2 separate regions of the Zea mays genome follow, and region 1 is linked to region 2. The links are chromatin contacts, called in public Hi-C maps. All regions are on one chromosome and are shown on one strand. Each heading gives the region's core, a stretch centred on a gene start, on an enhancer-like site or on the middle of the called end of the contact. The rest is flanking DNA. Distances are from core to core; before and after follow the strand shown. Region 1 holds the start of LOC100283191 (pinin/SDK/memA/ protein conserved region containing protein). Region 2 holds the start of LOC100217201 (ethylene receptor).

Evidence for each region. A called contact is a pair of places that touch in the nucleus more often than the background predicts.
Region 1: a Hi-C map of tassel shows a contact between it and region 2, with 2.2 times the contacts expected there. The contact joins the promoter of LOC100283191 here to the promoter of LOC100217201 in region 2. A contact is called at or near these places in 2 of 25 Hi-C or Micro-C datasets (ear and tassel).

What each region holds. Positions count from the first base shown.
Region 1 is chr1:271,331,320-271,334,632 of Zm-B73-REFERENCE-NAM-5.0, forward strand. It overlaps LOC100283191 (pinin/SDK/memA/ protein conserved region containing protein), which reads right to left and starts at 1,945. Exons shown (of 10, transcript NM_001156093.2): 1 at 1,804-1,945; 2 at 1,617-1,718; 3 at 1,451-1,516; 4 at 1,192-1,344; 5 at 980-1,093; 6 at 209-280. The coding sequence starts at 1,878. It overlaps LOC100282419, which reads left to right and starts at 2,131. Exons shown (of 11, transcript NM_001155330.2): 1 at 2,131-2,550; 2 at 2,647-2,766. The coding sequence starts at 2,312.
Region 2 is chr1:271,174,845-271,178,334 of Zm-B73-REFERENCE-NAM-5.0, forward strand. LOC100217201 (ethylene receptor) reads right to left here and starts at 1,960. Exons shown (of 5, transcript NM_001143560.1): 1 at 1,055-1,960; 2 at 80-448. The coding sequence starts at 1,960.

The DNA.
Region 1 (3,313 bases), core at 695-3,194, 160 kb after region 2:
TTATTTTTGTTTCTTCAGAAACAAATGTCGGATGCACTCTGCACAAAATTTCACAAGTAGAAGCTGTGCCCATAGGAACACCAAATGTGCTGGCATAGATTAAGCAGTAAGCACATATGAAAATCACAATACAGAAGCACTTATTACATCATAGAAGTAGCCCCTACTGGATACCAGCCATTAACTTTGATGGAAAAAGTAAGCAAACCTTTCGCTGAGTCTCTGATCTACGCAGAAAAGCCTCGGAGTTAGATAGTTTTTTATCTTCTTGTTGAAATTTCTGCATTGCAGGCAGTAGAATAAGATAAACAAAATTTCACACAGTGATGTACTGATGTTATGATGTATAAACCCAGACAGGTGTGCAAGCAATGGCACTGGCACACCCAACATCCAAAGATAGAGAATCCTGGACATTGGGTGGGCTGTGCTATATAAAATAATGCTAGGTAGCAACATGTCAATGCAAAGTTCCTTAGATTGGAATAAGTACGTATCATTGGCAACCAAACTCACAGGCATAAATATAACATTGCGGGAACAGGACACTAATGGGGTGTTTGGTTTTAAGACTGAGTTAGTCCATCATCTACTCATTCCTCACTTTTTTTTGTTTGGTTAGTGCAATGGAATAGGATGGTGCATAATCACCCATTCCTCACAAGTCAATAATTTAAAACTATTACGAGGAATGGAGCCATTCCACCAAAATTGAGGAATCAACTCATGATGCACCACGCCACCACCTCATCTAGAATGTAGAATCGAGTGGTTCCTCAAACCAAACACCCTGTAAATGGATTTAGTATTTTGTTAAGTTGATACCCAGCTGGCAGGTTTGTTAACACTGGCCAACAGAACAGGTAAAAGCTAATCAAGTTTTTCCAAGGAATGAGACAGAAATAGAGAACAGCCACATTAGGTCAATATGTATTCTTGCAGGAGTACAGATTCATCATTATGCAAAGAATTGCTTTACCTCTAATGTACCGACAAGAAGCTGCCCCAGCATCCTCTTATTTCTTCTCACCAAATTCGGGTCCTCATTCCTGGGAAGCTCCCTTGGAGCTGGCTCTGGCAGCGAATTATAGTCCTATAACCAAACGAAACAAGGTAAGCTCCACAAGATGACATATAACCGTGAATAGCAAAACCACAAGACATCCACACTTTGTTCTAATAAGTACTCACCACTCTCCTCTGCATCCGCAAGCCACCATCCCTTCTGAACCCGCCATTGTTGAAACCCCTCCCGGCACTGCCTTCAGTGGCACCTGAACCTGTCCCATGCCCCTCCGCATCCGCATCCTTTGTGCCTTCCTCGTTATTTTCAGCCCCATCCACCTCCAGTTGTTATGTCAAGCAACCAGACATAATTTTATTGTTTCGACAAGCAGACCATTACAGACTGTGCAAACAGAAGCGAAATTGAAGCAGAAAAAGAAGATACCTTAACTACGGCTGATAGCAGCCGACGCTTCTGCGGAGGTTGATCCCCCGATTCCGGACCCACAGCCTACATCAGAGACATTGATGACAAAAAGAAGTGTTACGAGTACACAAATACATTAAGCAAAACGATGGGTGCGTGAGGGAGGTGCAGGGGAGAAGCGTACGGGTCTCGCGAAGCCGCGGAGCGGGCGGGGGGCCCCGGGTCCAGGACCAGGGCCGGGGGCGCCGCGGCGAAGGCCACGGGGGTCGCGCAGGCGCTCGGTGATCTGTTGATGGGGACGAGAAAAGGTCAGGGCAGACGGCCCGGAGACTCGGGGCTTCGAGAAGCGCTGGACAAAGAAAGAGATGTACCTCGCGGTGCTGACGCTGGAGCTCCTGGAGCTCGCGGCGGATGTCCTCAGCCGTCTTCTCTGTCGCGGCGGCCATCGCCGTCGCCCGTCGAGAGCCGGGAGGGAGGAGGGTTTGGGTTTGGCTGCGCTCGGATTGGCAACCTGGGAACGATGGTTGGGGGTTTCGGTGCCCTAGTATAGGGTGCGGGTTGCCGAGACGGCTTTGGGGTGGTATGTGCCGTTGGATCTTGCATCGTTTTACGGTGAGGAGTACGCGTGGAGCGGGTCCTGGGCCGAACGCCCGAACCCGTGCATCACAAAGGAGCAAAGACGACAATAATTTGTTTCTGGGTCGACAACAATTTGCCGGGCACACCCAAGACCCGCGGAAGCCACGACGACAAGCCTCCATCGCCTCTTGTTGTTTGCGGGCCCCATACGTCAGAGACCACAAGCCCGAGGCTTAACTCTCCCTGCCGCTAATCCCTCGCGCCGCCGGAGGGAAGCAAGAGATAGATCTGTCCGCGGCCATGGCGGCGGCGGCGGCGGCGGCGGAGCAAGGCGTGGACGCCGCGAGGAAAGAGGAGGAGGAGGAGCAGGTAGTGAATCCGTGGGAGGTGTCGGCGGGGAAGGGCGGCATCGACTACGACAAGCTCGTGGACCAGTTCGGCTGCCAGCGCATCGACGACGCGCTCGTGGACCGCATCGCACGCCTCACCGCCCGACCACCGCACTGCTTCCTCCGCCGAGGCCTCTTCTTCGCCCACCGGTACCGAGCCACCCGCAAAAAAAAAAGGCCCTAGTTTTTTTTATCCCCGTAGGAGGACGTGCTGACGAATTTTTGTGTGCTTTTCTTATGTTATAGTGATTTGAACGAGATACTGGATTTGTATGAGAACGGGCAGAAGTTCTACCTCTACACGGGGAGGGGGCCCTCGTCGGAGGCCCTGCACCTCGGCCACCTCATCCCCTTCATGTTCACAAAGTAAGTAGTATGTCTCGGTTATGAAAGTTGGGTACGACTCCTCAGTTTTTTCCACATCGGTAAAACCGAATTTCTTTACCATGTAACGAAATTACAAGGTTTAATTACAAGGTTTTTAAGAGCATCTCCAAAAGCTCCCCAGAAGTCTCCCCTAAATCTATTTTTTTTTTTGGGAAAAACACAAAAACATGTCTCCAACAGTTCCCCTAAAGCGCCCCCAATTTTTTCATAGCCCTTAAAACTCCCTCATTTGTAGCTACAAATGAGGGGTTTTTTGGGCTCCCCAGAAACAAACTGCTGATTTAAGGGATCTGTTGGAGAAAGGATTAAAATTTACCCCCACTTATTATTTAGATGTCCCTTAAAACTGATTTTGAGGAGTCGTTTTATGGAGAGCTCTTGGAGATGCTCTAAGCCCTGTTTGTTTCCCTACAAGATTTATAATCCAGCTTATAGATTATATAAGCACCTATTGACTTGCTTATGGATTATCATAATCTAGGTATCTAGATTACATAATTCACATAATAATTTAGATTCTTTGTTT
Region 2 (3,490 bases), core at 710-3,209:
TTAGAGTTTGACTTAGAGCAAAGCTAAAGTAACCTAGAACCTGGAACGGAAAGAGTATTAGAAAACTGATGGTGCATACTTCTTTGAAAACAGCATGAAGATTGAATGCTTTAATCTCCAGTTCAAGGCTTCCATCCTCGAGTTTGGAAAGATCTAGCACATCATTGATGAGTGTTGCTAACAGATTGCTGCTTTTCAGTACTGTTTCCACCATTAGACGCTGCTCAGGAGTAAGCTCAGTTTCCAAAAGCAAGGAGGAAAGGGCTATTATTGCATTCATGGGTGTTCTCATTTCGTGATTCATAACAGCTAGAAAATCATTGCGAGCACGGATAGCCATCTCAGCCTCTCTTCGAGCTAAATCCAGGGCAACATTCTGCTCCATTAGTAAATCACGTGCTCGCATGGACTCTTCAAGAATAGCCGCATGAGATAGTGCAACTGCTACCTGATGAAGAAACAAAAAAAGGAGATAAACAATAGACCTGCTAGCACTACCAATTTAAACTTTTAACCTTCAGAAAGGTGTAGATATTGCGCAACAGCAAGAGCATGTGTCTTTTGTGGCTCGGTAGTTGGGTTCAGAATCCTATGCTTTCAAAAAAAGAGATTATGTATTGATTTAAAGGTATTCTTGTCATCATTACATTGCACCTGTGAATATACTTTCCTGTTCAATTAACGGATGCCTTAATTGACTGATCATGATAACTGAGCAGTATCATATGAATTTGAAAGATGTAAACATGTTTTTCCTCTCCTACAAGCATATACTCCCTCCATCCAGAAAAGAATGTAATTCTAGCATAGCGCCAAGTAAAACAGTGACCAAATTTATTTAAAAATAGCAATATTTACACTATCAAATAAGTATTGTTAAATATGTCATGGAATATATTTTCAAAATATACCTATCTGATGTCATATTTATTGATAATCTTTTAATAAACTTAATCAAAGTATAGATTGTTTGAATAGAGACAAGTAAATTTACATCATTTTCAGGATGAAGGTACCATGTTATAGTAACCATAGACAGAGATACAGCACGAACCTGATCAGCAACAACCTCAACCAGCTCCAATTCATGTACATGCCATTTTCTTGCACTATCAGATGGAAGCATCAAAACCATGATTGCAAAGCTTTTTGCCGAAAGCTCAGGCCAATCATTTATTTGGAAGTTTGAAAGGTGGAGAAGAGGTACACGGACTGCAGCCACTTCTGGTGGAACATATCGCCCTGTAAGAGGTCGAATCCGCGCCAAAGGAGATGTGTGGGGTATTATAATTGCCCGGTTGCTACTGAACACTTGATTGATGACAGGAAGATTAATTGGCACCGATGATCCAACAGTAATCTGGTGGTGCAAAGTATGAGAAAGCTGAAGGCTTGAACCACTTCGAGATGGCATCCACAATGCACATTCCTCCAGACCCAAGGTCCTTCCTAGCTCAACAAGAGTAGTCTTCAAAATCATATGCCTGTCAAGAGTACTTCTGATTTCATGTGTAAGCATCCTAACATGTCTACCGGTCTCCTCCTGCGTCCTTATCAGTCCCATCTCTCTGTCAAGCTCTTCAGCTTTATTCTTCAGGAACAACTCTCTAGTTTTCACGCTCAATAAGTCGGGGATGATATGAACAAGCATCAAAGCAGTTGCACAGGACACAACTGCTGTAGAAACCTTTGCTATGGTCATGACCATCGCAACGGTCTTTGTATGTGTGGTGAACGTCCACAGGTTTATCAGATGGGTTGCCCCACAGAGAACTATAAACGCACCAAACTGGATCAAGACCCATCTGTACGGGAAGAAGGACGACTTCTTCACGAAATATATGAGCTCCAACGGAATAGAGAAGTACGCGAGGGCTATGAAGAAGTCTGAGATGTACTGATACTTGACAAGGAGATCATCGGTAGGCCATAGTGGCTCGATGCAATCACATCCGTCCATCCAGCAAGCTTAGTTATTGCATCAGTCCTCACAACATTTCCTGTAGAAGAAGAAACATATTGATAAATCGTTTTTGACACACCGTTTCCCGATCTCAAATAGAAGCAAATGCGTAGCGAATGGCATTTGGATAGTATGAGCTCATGAACGCAGCACGCCTACTAGCAGAGCATGGAAATTGCGCAAGACATGCCCATTCGGCATTCGCCCCTCTGATTCCCATTTCCAATTCCAAACGGACCTCGGCCAAGGGCCGAACTCGTAAAGGACATGGGTGGACACATGTACACCCGACAGCTTTTTCCACTAAAATCGGATTTAGTAGGGATAATACGTGTGTGCTCCTGTAACTAGATCAGATCCGAATGTAAATAGCCAAATAAGCTTAAGTTAGGGTTTGGGTGCTCGGTTTCGTACAGCAGGAAGGGGGGAGAAGGGGGTGGCATACCTGGTGGCTGCTCGTTGCCGGCGAGTGGCCCGAGACAAGGGGGCGCGGGCCGGGGCGCGGCGGTCGCCCGGTCGTCGGCACGAGGAAGGGAAAGAGCGTGCACGCGGGGTGAACGGGAGAAAGAATAGGCAGGGTGAAGGCAGTCCGGCGCTGTTCTGTAAGTCGTCTAAGCATTGCGTTCACTGGCTCACTGCAGCTACTCTACACCAGCTGCTGTTGTTACTACAGTTCTGTAAGAGTGGGCAATGGCATGCAGAGATGGGCTACCCAACAGCAACATGCCAGCAAGCATCTTCATGACTTCATGCGACCACAACCACGACATGAAAAAAAATCCCATCCGATCAAGCAAAAAAAAGTCCAATACATTTTAGTCTAAAGATAACAAATATAAATAAAAAAATATGGATTAAGCCACGAACGAGGTGGCCCGATGCTTTATATCCGTTCCTGACCAGAGTCATCCTCTTTATTTGCTAGGTCGCATGACAACCCTAAGACTATATATAGATCATGATCTTTCAAATATAAAAAACAATTAAGAGAATGTTTGATAAAATCCTAAATCTTTGAATGATAAATACGGTTAAAACACAAAATATACGAAGAATCAGGTAGAGCCAGGTTTTAAGTCTTAGGTTGTCTCCAGCAACGTCCTCTATATTCATCCTTTATATCCGTTCTTTACAGTCTCCTTTAAAAGGTTTCATCCTCTATATCTCATTCCTCTCCAACAACGTCCTTTAAATCACGTCCTCCATACTCAAATACCTACATTAGAGACATTTTTTTGTACATACGTATTTGTCATACTCTCAAATGTATTATACATATTTTAGTTTTGTTAAACCGGTTATTTAAATTATTGAAATGGATATAGGATTGTTTAGAAAAACTCTATATACAGAGAATCCAGCAGCGCCCTCTAAATTTATAGGACTATTTAGAGAACACGGCTGGAGAATGTAGAGGACCGTTTGATCCTCTATATTTAGAGTAGAGGACCCTTTAGATGCCCTTGCTCGAGTCAGTCTTACACGTAAAAGCTACGTATTTAAAAAAACTATGATATATTACTTCTT